2 separate regions of the Gossypium hirsutum genome follow, and region 1 is linked to region 2. The links are chromatin contacts, called in public Hi-C maps. All regions are on one chromosome and are shown on one strand. Each heading gives the region's core, a stretch centred on a gene start, on an enhancer-like site or on the middle of the called end of the contact. The rest is flanking DNA. Distances are from core to core; before and after follow the strand shown.

What was found. Hi-C and Micro-C count contacts between places; a contact is called where the count stands out from the background.
Region 1: a contact with region 2 is called in a Hi-C map of leaf, with 2.3 times the contacts expected there. The contact joins the promoter of LOC107901944 here to the promoter of LOC107901935 in region 2. A contact is called at or near these places in 2 of 34 Hi-C or Micro-C datasets (leaf and petal).

The regions. Positions count from the first base shown.
Region 1 is chrD06:56,486,827-56,490,407 of Gossypium_hirsutum_v2.1, reverse strand. It overlaps LOC107901944 (N6-mAMP deaminase), which reads right to left and starts at 2,272. Exons shown (of 11, transcript XM_016828129.2): 1 at 2,075-2,272; 2 at 1,895-1,965; 3 at 1,543-1,634; 4 at 1,407-1,466; 5 at 1,126-1,329; 6 at 970-1,046; 7 at 816-885; 8 at 599-712; 9 at 395-461; 10 at 131-235; 11 at 1-55. The coding sequence starts at 2,166.
Region 2 is chrD06:56,296,618-56,300,251 of Gossypium_hirsutum_v2.1, reverse strand. LOC107901935 (polyadenylation and cleavage factor homolog 4) reads left to right here and starts at 1,701. Exons shown (of 7, transcript XM_016828120.2): 1 at 1,701-2,310; 2 at 2,393-2,494; 3 at 2,581-2,838; 4 at 3,617-3,634. The coding sequence starts at 2,026.

The DNA of each region.
Region 1 (3,581 bases), core at 1,023-3,522, 190 kb before region 2:
AATATAAAATCGATAGCGATTTCAGCAAGCTGAAACATTTCAGTCTTTCCGAGACCTGGGAGAAAAAAAAGGGGTAAAATCATCAAATTGCATAAAAATGATTTGGTTGTGCTAGTTATATTCCCCTTACCGAACGAAGAGGAAGCAAGATTGTACTCCCTGGAAAGACTGGTAGAGAAAACCCCGGAATCATCCGTGCAGAGAACCAAAGGATGTTTTGCCTTGTATAGATCAACTGCATCACCATTTCACAAACCGATTCGTCTAAACATCAGGATGAAGAACAAAAAAAGAAGAAGAAAAAACATGCTCGAATCCTTCGAGAGAAGCTGATTATATGTACTTGTAAAAGTAATTTCTTAAAAGAGTTGAAAGACGAGCAGAAAAGCCTGACCGAAATGATGAATATCTATTGAAGATATTGTTTCCGTCCGAATATTGGATGTCAAACAAATCTCAACCTGCAAAACGAAACAAAAGAGAGGAACAGACATTAATGAAACTTTATGAGAGGAAACATGATTTTCGACATCGAACAAATCACTTGATATCAGTCAATCAAGTAAATTGTCTCCGTGCTAAGGGATAAATATCTTACGGGGATTTTTGCTGATTTCAACTTTCTCCAGTTTTCCTCATCGAAGCAACAAGCATGACCGATCCTATGTGGAAGGAAGTCTATCATTGCTTTGATTTCCTCTTGGTTAGGTACCTACAAGCACTAAGATATGACAATAAACAAGTCGGTGTTATTTAAAATACTATAGCACACACTAGTTGCACGACAAGTTTGAGAAGTAGCAACAAAAACGCACCTCTCCGCAGTGAAGAGTGATATAGAGACCCTGCTCCTTTGCAAATTTTAATGCAGGCAAGAATGTAGACCTATGTCAGATGCAAAGAAAATTAAGAATTATGATATAATTATAACCTTCAAAACACATGAACAAATAAGGGAAATATGAGTACCAATTGCCAACAATGGGGTTTCCGGAGAGATCAATGCCAACTACACCTAAATCCCTCATTTCCAGTGCAAGCTTAACCTAAAGAAATAAGGGAACTATAAGGACATTTATCGAACAAATAACAAGCTTTTTCCACAAACTGCAATCTTTAACATACAGTTTCCATGGCAGCTTCAGTGCTCTCACGACGATCAATGCTGAGAAGAAATCTTACATACATCTTCTTTCTCGTAGACCCGTTAAATGTATTGGTCTTCAAACCAGCGGGAGAATAATCAACGTCAACCGAACTGACAGCTCTTAAACCCTCCATCACAGCATCCATATACGAACGTTTGCTCATTCCTATGGAATCATTTCTCTGTACAATGTTTCCATTTATTCAAAACTGCATATAAAACGAACCACCAAGAAACTAAAACATAGCAATGAAAGTACCTTAGGAGTGGTTCTAAGCTCTAGATATACAACATTCTCGGCAGCAAAATCTTCGATGACCTGTAGATCGAAAAATAGAAACAAATAACTAGAAGAATCAATACAGACAAAGTCTTCGAGTGGAAAACTACATTACCTCTTTAGTAATCCTTGTAACAGTGGAGTGATCAGTAGTGAGAATGTGGATAAGGTCGAACAGCTTGAATACTTCGTGTAGCGTACGGTCGTCTGAATCGGAAAAAAGGAAATATAGGAGCTCCTAAATACCAATCTTTAACATACAGAACACAATTACACAATATAATGGAACCCCATTTCCCTAAAATGTGCAAGGATTAATTAAATCAATAAAAAATTCCAATCTCAAAGTAGTCAAGCTCATGTTTTTTCTTGGGTTCTCAAGAATACAATGTGCAGTATTTCCTCTCTTGATCTTCAATGATTTTTAAGCAATGAAATAAAGGACTAAAGCATTAAAAAACATATACCTTTCATTATAACATTCTCCACATCTGAGAAAACAATGACACCCTTATCACCCAAAACTCTTGCAAGTTCACTGTCAACAAAAATACATCTAAATTAACCTTCATGATTAAGATGGGGGGGGGGGCACAATTGAAAGGTTAAAAAAAAGAGAGGGGAAAGAGGGATAAAAGGAAGCTCACAAGAGAGTAGAGTTCCTAACTGAACCATTGAGGTGAGCATGAAGTTCAACCTTTGGAACCGAAACACACCACTCCAGCTCTTCTCTGTTCATCTTTTGCCTGTCTGGGTTTTCCGACCGGCTACGTTTCGCGGTGTGATAGATTGAGTTTTAGAGTACTTTGTCCTAACCAGACCAGATTAGTCAAACAACAAAACATAATAAATACTAAAAAAACACACAAGCAGACAAAGAGAGGAAAGAGAATTGTAACATTGGGCCCTAAGAGAACAGAACCTGCGGTTTGTTAGGCTTGAACAAATGTCTGATACCAGACTCTGGGCTCTGAGGACCGGAAATTAAGACCCAAATTTCTTGGCTAAAAGAGACTGGTTCTATGCAGGGGACTAAACGTGTCCATAAAAGCAAACCCTTGTTCACCTTCCACATTTGTGCCTATATCAATCTTGGGCTTTGACAGCCTAACACAATATTTGGCAGCTCATTAGTTAATTATTTGTTTTCAAAATTTGAAAGTTAAAATAAGCTATAAGTATCTTCGCAAGTTTGAAATTTAGTCTCCCTATTTTTATTTTTAGGAAATTAGTCGTTTTATTTCAATTTTAAAAATTCAAGTTCAATTGCTATTATCATTAAAATTCTGCTATTATCATTAAAATTCTTCTGTTAAATTTAATGGTGTGATATTTTCAAATTTTTTTTAAAAAAATCACTTTGTACTAGTGCGACAAACAAATAGAAACGTTGAAAATGCTTATGTGGATTTGTTTTCCTTAAAAATATCTATTCGAACTTGTCATAATAAATTTTTTTGTTGGAATAGTGTTCTTATGAGAAAATTGACATTAGCATTGTAATTGAAATATTAAACAATATTAACTATTTAGACTGACTAATGACACTATATAAGTAGAGGGATCAAATTACGTAAAAAATTAAAGTATATGGATTCAATCCAAGTGTCAGCATAGTATGGGGATCAAAATTGAAATTTGACCATTGATTTATAATGTCAATAAAGTAGAGGTGAGCAAAATCCGATTCGATTCTAAAAACTCAATAAAAAATTCAAATTTTGAATTAAATAGTTCGAGTTAATTGAGTTATTCGAATCAACTCGAATAAAAAATTAAATTTTTCGGTTCAACTCGAATATGAATTACAAAATTCAAGTTATTTAAAAATCCGAATAAAAAAAGGCATAACTACATCATTTTGATAAATGTTTACCTTTTCTAAAGTTAAAAGTCAAACCATTAAGTTAAAAGTCAAAACTACATTGTTTTGATTAATGTTTACCTATTAAATTAAAAGGCAAAATTATTATATTGTTTATGTAGTTAAATAATCTTATACTTCGTCTACTAGTTAAATAATCGGTCCATGTACATGCAACATTGAGTATAAATAATAAGATTAGTTAACTCGACTCGATTTGATTAAAAAAAATTCAAATTGAATCCGGTTGCTAAAATAGGATTCGTCAACTCGAAATTTTTTGACTTGAT
Region 2 (3,634 bases), core at 452-2,951:
GTAAAAAAAAAACTATAAAACCCCCCACCCCTAAACCCTAACTTAAAAACACCCTAAACCTTAACCTTAACCCTAACCCTAATCTGATTTTTAAATTTTTTTAATTAAATTACTCAAGTAACCCTAAACCCTAATTTAATCGATTTTTTCTTAAAAAATAATAAACATGAAAACTAATCCAATTTTGAAAAATTTATAAATAATTTAATTGATAAACCTTAAACTCTAAACCCTAATTTATTTAATTTTTCCTTAAAACCCCTTAACTTAAAAACACTCTAAACCCTAACCCTAATCTAATTTTTAAAATTTTTTAATTAAATTACTCAAGTAACCCTAAACACTAATTTAATTGATTTTTCTAATCCAATTATGAAAAATTTATAAATAATTTAATTGACAAACCCTAAACTAGAGGTGTTCATGGGCCGGACAAAAAATATAGGAGGGTTCGGGTAAAAATATAGGCCCGAAATATGGGTTTGGGCAAAAAAGCGAGGCCCGTTTAGAAAACGGGCCGAGCCTCGGGCACCACTTTTTTGGCTCGAGTTCGGCATGGCCTGGCCCGAATATATAATAAATAAATAATTTTTATTCTTTAATTTTAAAATATTTTTAAAATACTTTTTTTTATTCTTTTTATATTTAAAGTATTTTTTTGGTGTTTATTAAATAATGGGGCGGAGCGGGGCGGGCTCGGGCTTAGAAATTTTTTCTCGCGCCAGGCCTAGACAAAATTCCAGGCTCATATTTGGGCCGGGCCGACCCCAGGCCTAGGAAGCGGGCCAAAAATTTTTTGGGCCCGGCCCTAACTAGGCCCTGCTTGGCCATGAACACCTAAACCCTAAACTCTAATCACTTATTTATTTAATTTTTAATCCTAAACCCTAAACCCTAAACACTAAATCCTAAAACCCAAAAACGGGCAAAACGCTTCCTCAGGGACGCGTTTTCCTGTCACGTACCCTGACATCGCGCTGACGTGGGTGCGCTTTCGGAGAAATGGGCCCATTCCGGTAAATAATTATTTATCGGGCCCATTTAGGTAAATTTAAAAAAAATAGATTTTTATGTGTAATTTGCCCCTGATTCTTCAATTGACAATAATTCCGAATTTGATTCTTGGATAATCTTTACCCATGTTACTTATTAAAAAAACCTTAAACAATGTATGATTTTATATTATTGTATGAGTATAAGATTGATATGTTATTTGTGTACCTTTTCTATTAAGTTTTTAAGCGATAAGCTAATGATGTCTTGGCATTGTTGGTTAAGGCGGATGCTTTGAGTATTTGAGCATTTAAATTTTAATCACGTTATGTGTAATTATAATGTGTGGGTCTTTAATTTTATGTATATAAATGATGTATGAGTTTTGTTTAAATTCTTTTCAGTTTTGCCTAATTATTTTTAATTATTCGCCTGCTACATTTTATAATTACTAACTCGAGCTTATTATTGTATTCCATTTGTAACTGTAAAAAACTTTAAAAAGAAAAGTTTTCAAGCGATAATAACCGTGGGATTCTTTCAACAATTACTTGACCATTAGATTTAGTATTATTCTCTGTATCCCTGCTCACGGGAAATCAGAGCATCTAAGCTTCTTAAAAGCCTCCACGTCAATGGGAATCTTGTGGGCCCCATATTACCATAAAAAACTTCATTTTATTTCAACCGTGGATTAAACCAAATCTAGGAAGTCCTTTTTTTTTTTAATAATTATTATCTTCCCTCATCTCAGCGAAAAAAAATAAAGAAAAAAAGGGAAAACGAAAAGTACCAGACTCTCGTATTTGTAACACACTAAAACAGCATCTGTTTATTGTTCGATGCTGGCAACAAAAACCCTAATTTAATCAGCATCGATTCACGATGGGCCGCAAGCCCTAATACCTTTACCGTTTCGGCTACTTTTTCTCTGATACATGTATGGAATCAGAGAAAATCCTACTTTCCCGAGAAAACCCTAGAAAATTTTCATCTTTTTCCTAAACCAATAGCAACAGTAGCAATAGCAGCATGGCCATATCCAATGAACTAGCCCAAAAGCAACTACCGTCGATATCGGAACGGTTCAAGGCTCTATTGAAGCAACGGGAAGATGAGCTCAGGGTTTCCGGTGGTGTTGCTGATGATGATGGGGCAACGCCGACTACGGAGGAGATTGTTCAGCTTTACGAGGTTGTATTATCGGAACTAACTTTCAATTCGAAGCCCATAATTACTGATCTCACGATCATTGCCGGTGAACAGCGAGAGCACGGCGAAGGCATTGCCGATGCTATTTGCGCACGAATTATTGAGGTTAGTTAAAATTAGGTTTTCCGTTGCACCTGCCAAGTAATTTGAACATTTAAAAATTTAATTTCAAATTTATTGCTTTCAGGTTCCAGTAGAGCAAAAACTTCCTTCGTTATATCTATTAGATAGCATTGTAAAAAATATTGGCCGAGAATATGTTAGGTATTTCTCTTCCCGTTTGCCAGAGGTGAGTCATTGCCAACCTTTTTGATGAAGTTCTTTTCTTTGCTATTAGCTTGATATAAATTATCTTATTTTATTTTTCATTCTTAGGTATTTTGTGAGGCATACAGGCAAGTTAATCCTAACTTGCATCCTGCAATGCGACATCTATTTGGCACATGGTCAACAGTTTTTCCGCCTTCCGTACTACATAAAATCGAGATGCAACTGCAGTTTTCTCAAACGGGGAACCAACAATCTTCTGGAGTAACTTCCTTGCAGTCTTCTGAATCACCTCGTCCAACACATGGCATACATGTTAATCCTAAGTACTTGCGGCAGTTTGAACAACAGTCAGGTGCAGATAGTGTAAGCTTTCTAATGGAAAACTCTGTCCTTCACATCCTCTATTTTATCGGAATATATGCTCTGTTCTGTAGTCTTATGCACATTCACTATTTAGGATATCACTGCAAATCATGTTCTTTTGAGAATTTATTTGAATCAGATGTTGCTAGCAGTTATAGATCCTTCTGGACAGAATTGCTTTTGGTACTGAAGGACAGTTACAAGCTGAATTGGATTTTGATCACCAGGGATAGGCTGGATTGAGGGGTAGAGTTGCCAGAATGTTAATGACAATTGATATATTAGGATTTCTTTCGGTTAAGTTATTTGTTGAAATTACTTGGAGCATCATTATGAGATCAGAGCTAAACATGGGCTTGCATCAAGTGAAATTACTTTAAGAAACTTGCAAATAGAAAACCAAACTCTACTGGTACAACCAGATTATTAACTTATTATTCTGATTTTTTGGGAATACAGTGGGGAAGGTTTATGTCGTTTACGCTGTACTTGAATGTTTTTGGTGACTAAAAAACTTTCCTTTTCCGTTCCCCTTCCTTTTCCATTCCAACTTTGTGTTGAGCCTTGTGCTTCTTTTTCTTGTTAAATTTTCTTTAGAATGTTTGACATGAACTGCATGCTTTCTTGCTAGTGATTAGGATTTTAGCTTCCCTGACTGATAAACATGTTGAGAAATCTTTTTAAAACATCTATTTGTCATGTATGCATGCATGTATGTATTCATGCCTGCTTTGTTCAGAATGGCATCTGAATTGTGAAATGTTTTCTATCATTGCAGAATACGCAGCATGTAAGA